Regions from separate parts of the Rattus norvegicus genome. Here region 1 is linked to region 2. Evidence: chromatin contacts called from public Hi-C data. All regions are on one chromosome and are shown on one strand. The core of a region is the stretch at or near the end of the contact, and the rest is flanking DNA. Distances in the headings are between cores, read along the strand shown.

The links. A called contact is a pair of places that touch in the nucleus more often than the background predicts.
Region 1: a contact with region 2 is called in a Hi-C map of Schwann cells, with 2.3 times the contacts expected there. The contact joins two enhancer-like sites. A contact is called at or near these places in 5 of 12 Hi-C or Micro-C datasets (Schwann cells, frontal cortex, kidney and 2 more) and 1 of 1 datasets of contacts at active chromatin or transcription factors (oligodendrocytes).

Annotation. Positions count from the first base shown.
Region 1 is chr10:89,841,023-89,843,722 of GRCr8, reverse strand. The region is part of intron 2 of Kansl1 (KAT8 regulatory NSL complex subunit 1); the gene reads left to right. Among named protein-coding and RNA genes, the nearest start is that of Kansl1, 26 kb to the left of the region's middle. Within about 2 kb of position 1,417, at least 90 of the 93 cell types and tissues checked have an H3K27ac peak or open chromatin away from gene starts, as enhancers often do. A contact at or near this core is called in Schwann cells, where this site is marked.
Region 2 is chr10:89,734,438-89,737,137 of GRCr8, reverse strand. It overlaps Mapt (microtubule-associated protein tau), which reads right to left. Exons shown (of 10, transcript NM_017212.3): 10 at 1,030-2,700. Among named protein-coding and RNA genes, the nearest start is that of Mapt, 97 kb to the right of the region's middle. Within about 2 kb of position 1,352, at least 2 of the 93 cell types and tissues checked have an H3K27ac peak or open chromatin away from gene starts, as enhancers often do. A contact at or near this core is called in Schwann cells, where this site is marked.

The sequences.
Region 1 (2,700 bases), core at 168-2,667, 110 kb before region 2:
TTGATCTTTTTTGGATGCATATGTAAATATCTATCCGTTTATCCATGTGTAATTTGACTCTCTGGTGCCTCCTGCCTTTGATATTTGAGAACCAAGATCATGTTTGAGAGTGTAATTTAAAAAAAATGCAGATGGAAGCTCAAGAGAGATATAGATGCAGGTGTTGCAGAAACCTGGTGAGTTAGAGACTTTGTGGGCTAATGAAAACTGTTCTAGAACAATAGTGTCTTTTGAGGAGCTGAAGTGACACATAACACCGGATACTGGTTTTGGTAAACCACACAAAGAATCGAGCATTTTGCATCTTCCTTTTTTGGTAGACTTTACCCTTCTCATCTGCTGAGCTTGGTGATTTAGTTGTTGGAACAAGTTTTATGCTATTTAATTTTGGTGAGTTCTAATAATCTTTTGACATCTCTAGCTTTAAGGGTGGTGGAAATGTACTGTGTAATGTAGCCCTTTGCATTATGTTAAGTTTTATAATCTAGAAAATGTTCTCTTACATTAAACCTTATTTGGGAGGAAGGAATCAATATCGTGCTGACAAACTAGCAGTCAAGAGTAATAAGGTGCCACCACTTTTTAAGTCAACGCTGAAACATGACTGTTTCCATCTGTTTGCTGTTGTCCATTGTTAAACTTTCAGCGGGGCAGTGAACATTAATTTGGCATTAGCAGGAAACATAAATATTATTGTGTAATGAATGCGTTTTTGCCTATTTTGGCGGATCTGACAAACCAAGAAGCCTAAAACAAGACGCGGGCTGAACGAAAACTACAGTTCCCAGCGGGCCCGGCGCTGGTGGGCCATCACTTCCCCTTTAGCTCCCAGCTGCCCCTGCCCGGGTTAGCCCGGAGTCGGTCCTAGCTCGCGCGTGCGCAATGGCGTCCGCTTATTTTTTGGTTTGGCGGCTGCGGAGCGTGGCGCTAGGGCTAGCAGCCAGCCGTGTGCTGCAGTGTACTGAACAGGGTGTAGGACAAAGGGCGGGTGGCAGGGACCGCGTCACTGGTCAGGGAGCTTCCTGCCCGTCTCAGAGCACGGTTGGCCCTGGGGTAGTGTGGCCGCAGCAGCTTCTTCATTCACTGCACACAACAGTTCTTCGCTCACGTCCTCTAGCTCTGCTGTGCCAGTCCGCCCTCCCCTCATACCGGCGCGCGGCACCGCCAGCCCCAGAGCCGAGGGAATGTGACGGCGTCAGCGCCTCAGGTTAGCCTCACCTCGATCGAAGCGTGGGCCCCGCGCCTCTTGCCGCAGTGCCGCGTGTCGCTGCCGCACGTATCAGGCACCGGGCACTGGTTTCCGCAAACAGAGGCGCAGAAGCAGCGGCCGCGGCGAGGAGCCATGACTGAGGCGGCGGCGGCCGCGCCTCCTGGCAGCCCGCGGGGGCGGCGAGGCGGGCGCCCCCTGGCGGCGCGCCGGGGCGGAGCGGCCCGCCGCAGCCGCAGCCGGCGGAGGCGCTGCTGTCCCTCCTCCCCGTGTCCCCGGCACTCGCCCGCTCGCTTGCTCGCTCCATTCTCCCTCCGCTTCAGATTAAAGGGGGGGAGGGAAAAGGAGCTCGGCCGCCATTTTCCCAGTGCCGCCGCCGCCACCGCCACCGCTCGCCGAGCCGGCGGGAGAACCAAGCGCCGTAGCGAAGCCGACTCGTCTCGCCGCGGCGGCTTGGGGGGCGGCCGAAGTGCGCTCCCCGGCCGGGAAGAAGCGCCCGGGGTGGCGGCCGGGGTGCGGGCGCGGGCTGCAGACGGCGGCGCTTGTTTGTGCGGGGCGGGGGGGGCAGCTTTACCCTCTGCCCCCGCCCGCCCGCCGGGGCTGCGGTGCCCGGCCGTACCCAAGCCGGGCCGGAACGGAGGAAGGCCGGAGAAAGGGCCCGAAAGAGAAGAAAAAGCAGCCGCTCCCCGCCGCCGCCTTCCCCTCCCCCTTCGCCTCGCCCCCCCGCCCGGAAAGTCAGGGCGGCTCCGGGCGCCGGGGGGGAGGAGAGCGGCGGGCCGGGCCGGAGCCGCCGCCGTGCGCCCCCGCCCGCTGGTCCTCGGCGCCCAGGCCGGGGGGCTGTTTGCAAACTGCGCCCATTTTGTGGGGCCGAATCCGCCCGGGCTACGCTCCTCCATCACGTGGTAGGTGCTGCTGCTGCTCCTTTCCTCCTCCTCCCGCTGCCCTTTCTCCTTCTCCTCGCTCTCCCTGTGGCTCCCATTTCTCCCTCTCTTTGTTAGTTGTAACTAGAAAGGCAGGGCACGGGAAGAAAAATCCTCGGAACTTTAAATGGCCTCTCCGGGCTTCCCCGCTGCGGGTCCGGGCTGGGAGTCGCCCCAAGGGCGGGGGTGTGCGGGGGCCCTTCCCCACCAGCTGCCGCCTCGTTCGCTGGGCTTTCCTTTGGCGTTCTATTTAAAAAGGCGGCCTGTAGAACATGGTTTATTTCCGAGAAAAAAAAAAAAAGGGAAAAGGCCAAAAACAAACTCTTGCTCTCGCCTTGAACTTCTCTTGACTGCAAAAGGTCTTTCTTTGCTCAGACACATCTTGCATGTCTGTCTCACGGTTTGTATCACAACTCTGATTGTTAACATTTTTTTGTTGCTTAAATATTGAGGTCATTTGCCTTTTCGGATCTAGTCTCAGGCAGCACCCCCCCCCCCCCTTTTCAACTAAAGAGGAAGAGGCATTTATTTGCTTTTAAGTGAGTTGGAATCTTACTGCTTTTTGGGGGGCCT
Region 2 (2,700 bases), core at 103-2,602:
CTTTCTTAGATCATTTTTTGCCTTTAGGCAGGAAATCCCTGTATACATTAAGATGCACTGGACTAAAGCAGCTGTCTGCAGAGGCTAGGCATGGCAAGGAGGGGGTGACTGAGGAAGGTAAGTGTTTTAAAATTGGAAATCAAAGGATCATGACCTTGATATAATTACCAAAGAACTCAGAAGTGAGGAAGACAACTCAGTGAAGTGCATAATGAGACCCTGAGTTTGAATCTAGAACCCACATCAAGCTGAACATCTGTAATCCTAGTGTTCTGTGGGAGATGACTGAAGCCCAAGAATCCCTAAGCAGCTAGGAGACCAGATAACGTGGCATGTGTGTAGTAAAATAATGTCTCAAACAAACGAGGTGGATCGGCAGATGCCCAAAGTGGTACTCTGACCACATGCAATAGCATTCAACAAGAAATTGGGGCTGAGGATGGGCTCTTGCTTTGTTGGTAGAATGCTTGCCCAAGCATGCATGAGGACCACGCAACTCGTTAACAGCATAGTACACCCCTATAATCCCAGCACTCAGGATCAAGGCCAGCCTGGGCTGCAGGAGAGAGACCCTGTGTCAAGAAAAGATGGGTTGTCTTTTCCTTTGTAATACTGTGAGCAAGAAGCCGCCCTATCTCTAACAGAAATATCCTTGATTTATATGACGATTCCAAGGTACAAAAGCAGCAGTGCAATTGTGTGGGTGTTGGGGTTTGCAACTGACTGGCTTGGGTTGTTTCATCCTCACCACTTAAGTTCCAAAAATGATGGGTCTCATACATCCCACACCAAACTTCTTCAGTTTGCATGAACTGACACAGGCTTTAGGAGCTCTTGAATGTTGCCTTGTGAGTTCGGCCACACAATACTGATTGAGGGTAGTATGCCAGCAGTAGAATGTGAGCATGAATAAAGAAAGCTCTCTCTCCAGTGTCTGGCTTTTACTTTTATTTCCTGTTCTGAATTTTCTCAGTTGGGGAAAGAGCTTGTAAACTATTGTTTTCTTAACTTGGAACTCATGAACAGAGATTTTGTTTAATCAGAGTAATAACTTTATTTCCAAATTCACTTGTACAGCAACAGTCAGTGTAAATCGTTTGTTAAAACACAGTACACTATATGGACATTCACAGACAGGAAGCTAAGCTAAGATGATTCATGTCCCTCCCCCCACCCTCAAAATCACCAAAGAAATCATGGGACTTGCAAGCACTGGAGATCATGCCCAGTACAGCAACTGCACAGGCTACAGCCCATCGGGAGGGTGAGACTGCAATACTGCCCAAAAGTAACCCTTTCAGAAGCTAGAGAGAAGTTTGAAGGCTCATAAAGCCACAGACCTATAGTTATTAACACCGCCTCCATGCCCACTTTTCTGGAGAACAGACAAGGACAAAGGAAGTGGTCTTACCCACTGCTAGTAGTGTAGGCTGTGGATCTGAAGTCAATCCGGAGGTGATGCTGATGTGCCAGTGGATTAGAAGGAAGGAAGCCAGGGTTTTGAGGAGGCATTGGCTGTGGGCTCTGGACACCACAAGAAGGCAGCAGGCAAGAGCAGTTCTTAGAGCTGCACCTGGCTGGGAAGTCAGGGACCTAGCTGGCTGCCTCTGCCTTGCAAAAGCCTGCCTGTTGGTGGGACAGCCAAGCCTCTAGGTTCTAGCCTTATGGCACCTCTTCTCTCTAGCAAGTGGTCAACATCATGAATGGGGCTACAAGATGGTTTAACTGCTACACTTCAAGACTTCCCCTTGCCCATGTCAATTATCTTAACATGTTCCTCCTCCCCCCTTTACCCCACAACACAAGCAATCTCAAATGGGATACACTCTTATCATTGAAGTCAATTTAAATGGAACTATTGATAAAGTGGATTAAGAGCTTGGAGGAACCAGGCAAATTGTACACCCTATCTAGCCCACCCAAAGACATTGGCTCTGCAGTGGAGAGCCATGGAAAGACAGGACAGGTGCCAGGGCCCTTGGGGGATTGTCCTCACTGAAGTAACAAGCCAGAATTCCTTTGTAAACTGCCTATTAGCACTGACCAGATCACTCCAAACTATGACTTGGGGGCTGACTGCCCTACAAGAGATATGGCAGAGTACCCCCACCCCTATTCAAGGACAGGAACTGCAGGATGGGTAAATGGGTATACGAGAGAAAACCACAACAGGTAACCATGATGAAGGGACCACAGACCATCAAACCACACTTCCTTTTCCTCCGTTGGACTCTTCACTTCTAAGGACAGCTAAAGTCCATCAGCAGTGGGGAGCTCACAATAGGGTAGCTCTGGGCACACAGAACTCTTATATGGGAAAGGTTGGCCACCTCCTTCTACCGCATCGTCCCTAACTGTACCCAAGCCCAAAGTGGCCGACCTGGGCCTGAGGTTCCTAATCTTTAAAGGCCTCATCCTTACAGCTGTAGGAGGTCATGCAAGGTCAGGGGGCTGACGCCTTGGAAACCAAGGGGGTCTCCAAAGATGTCCCTTTCATCAGTGGGGCAGTCCATCCCAAGCCCTTGGTGACGAGGCCAAGGCTTGGAAAGGACCCACGGATATGTAGTGGAGAGTCATGGAATTTCTAGGGCCACAGCTCTCCCTGCTGGTACTAGTGTCCTTTTCTCTTGTGATGCAGGAGTTCTTAGATGTCTGCCAGGGCTGCTGTGGGACTTGAAGTTGTGATTAGAGAGGACCATC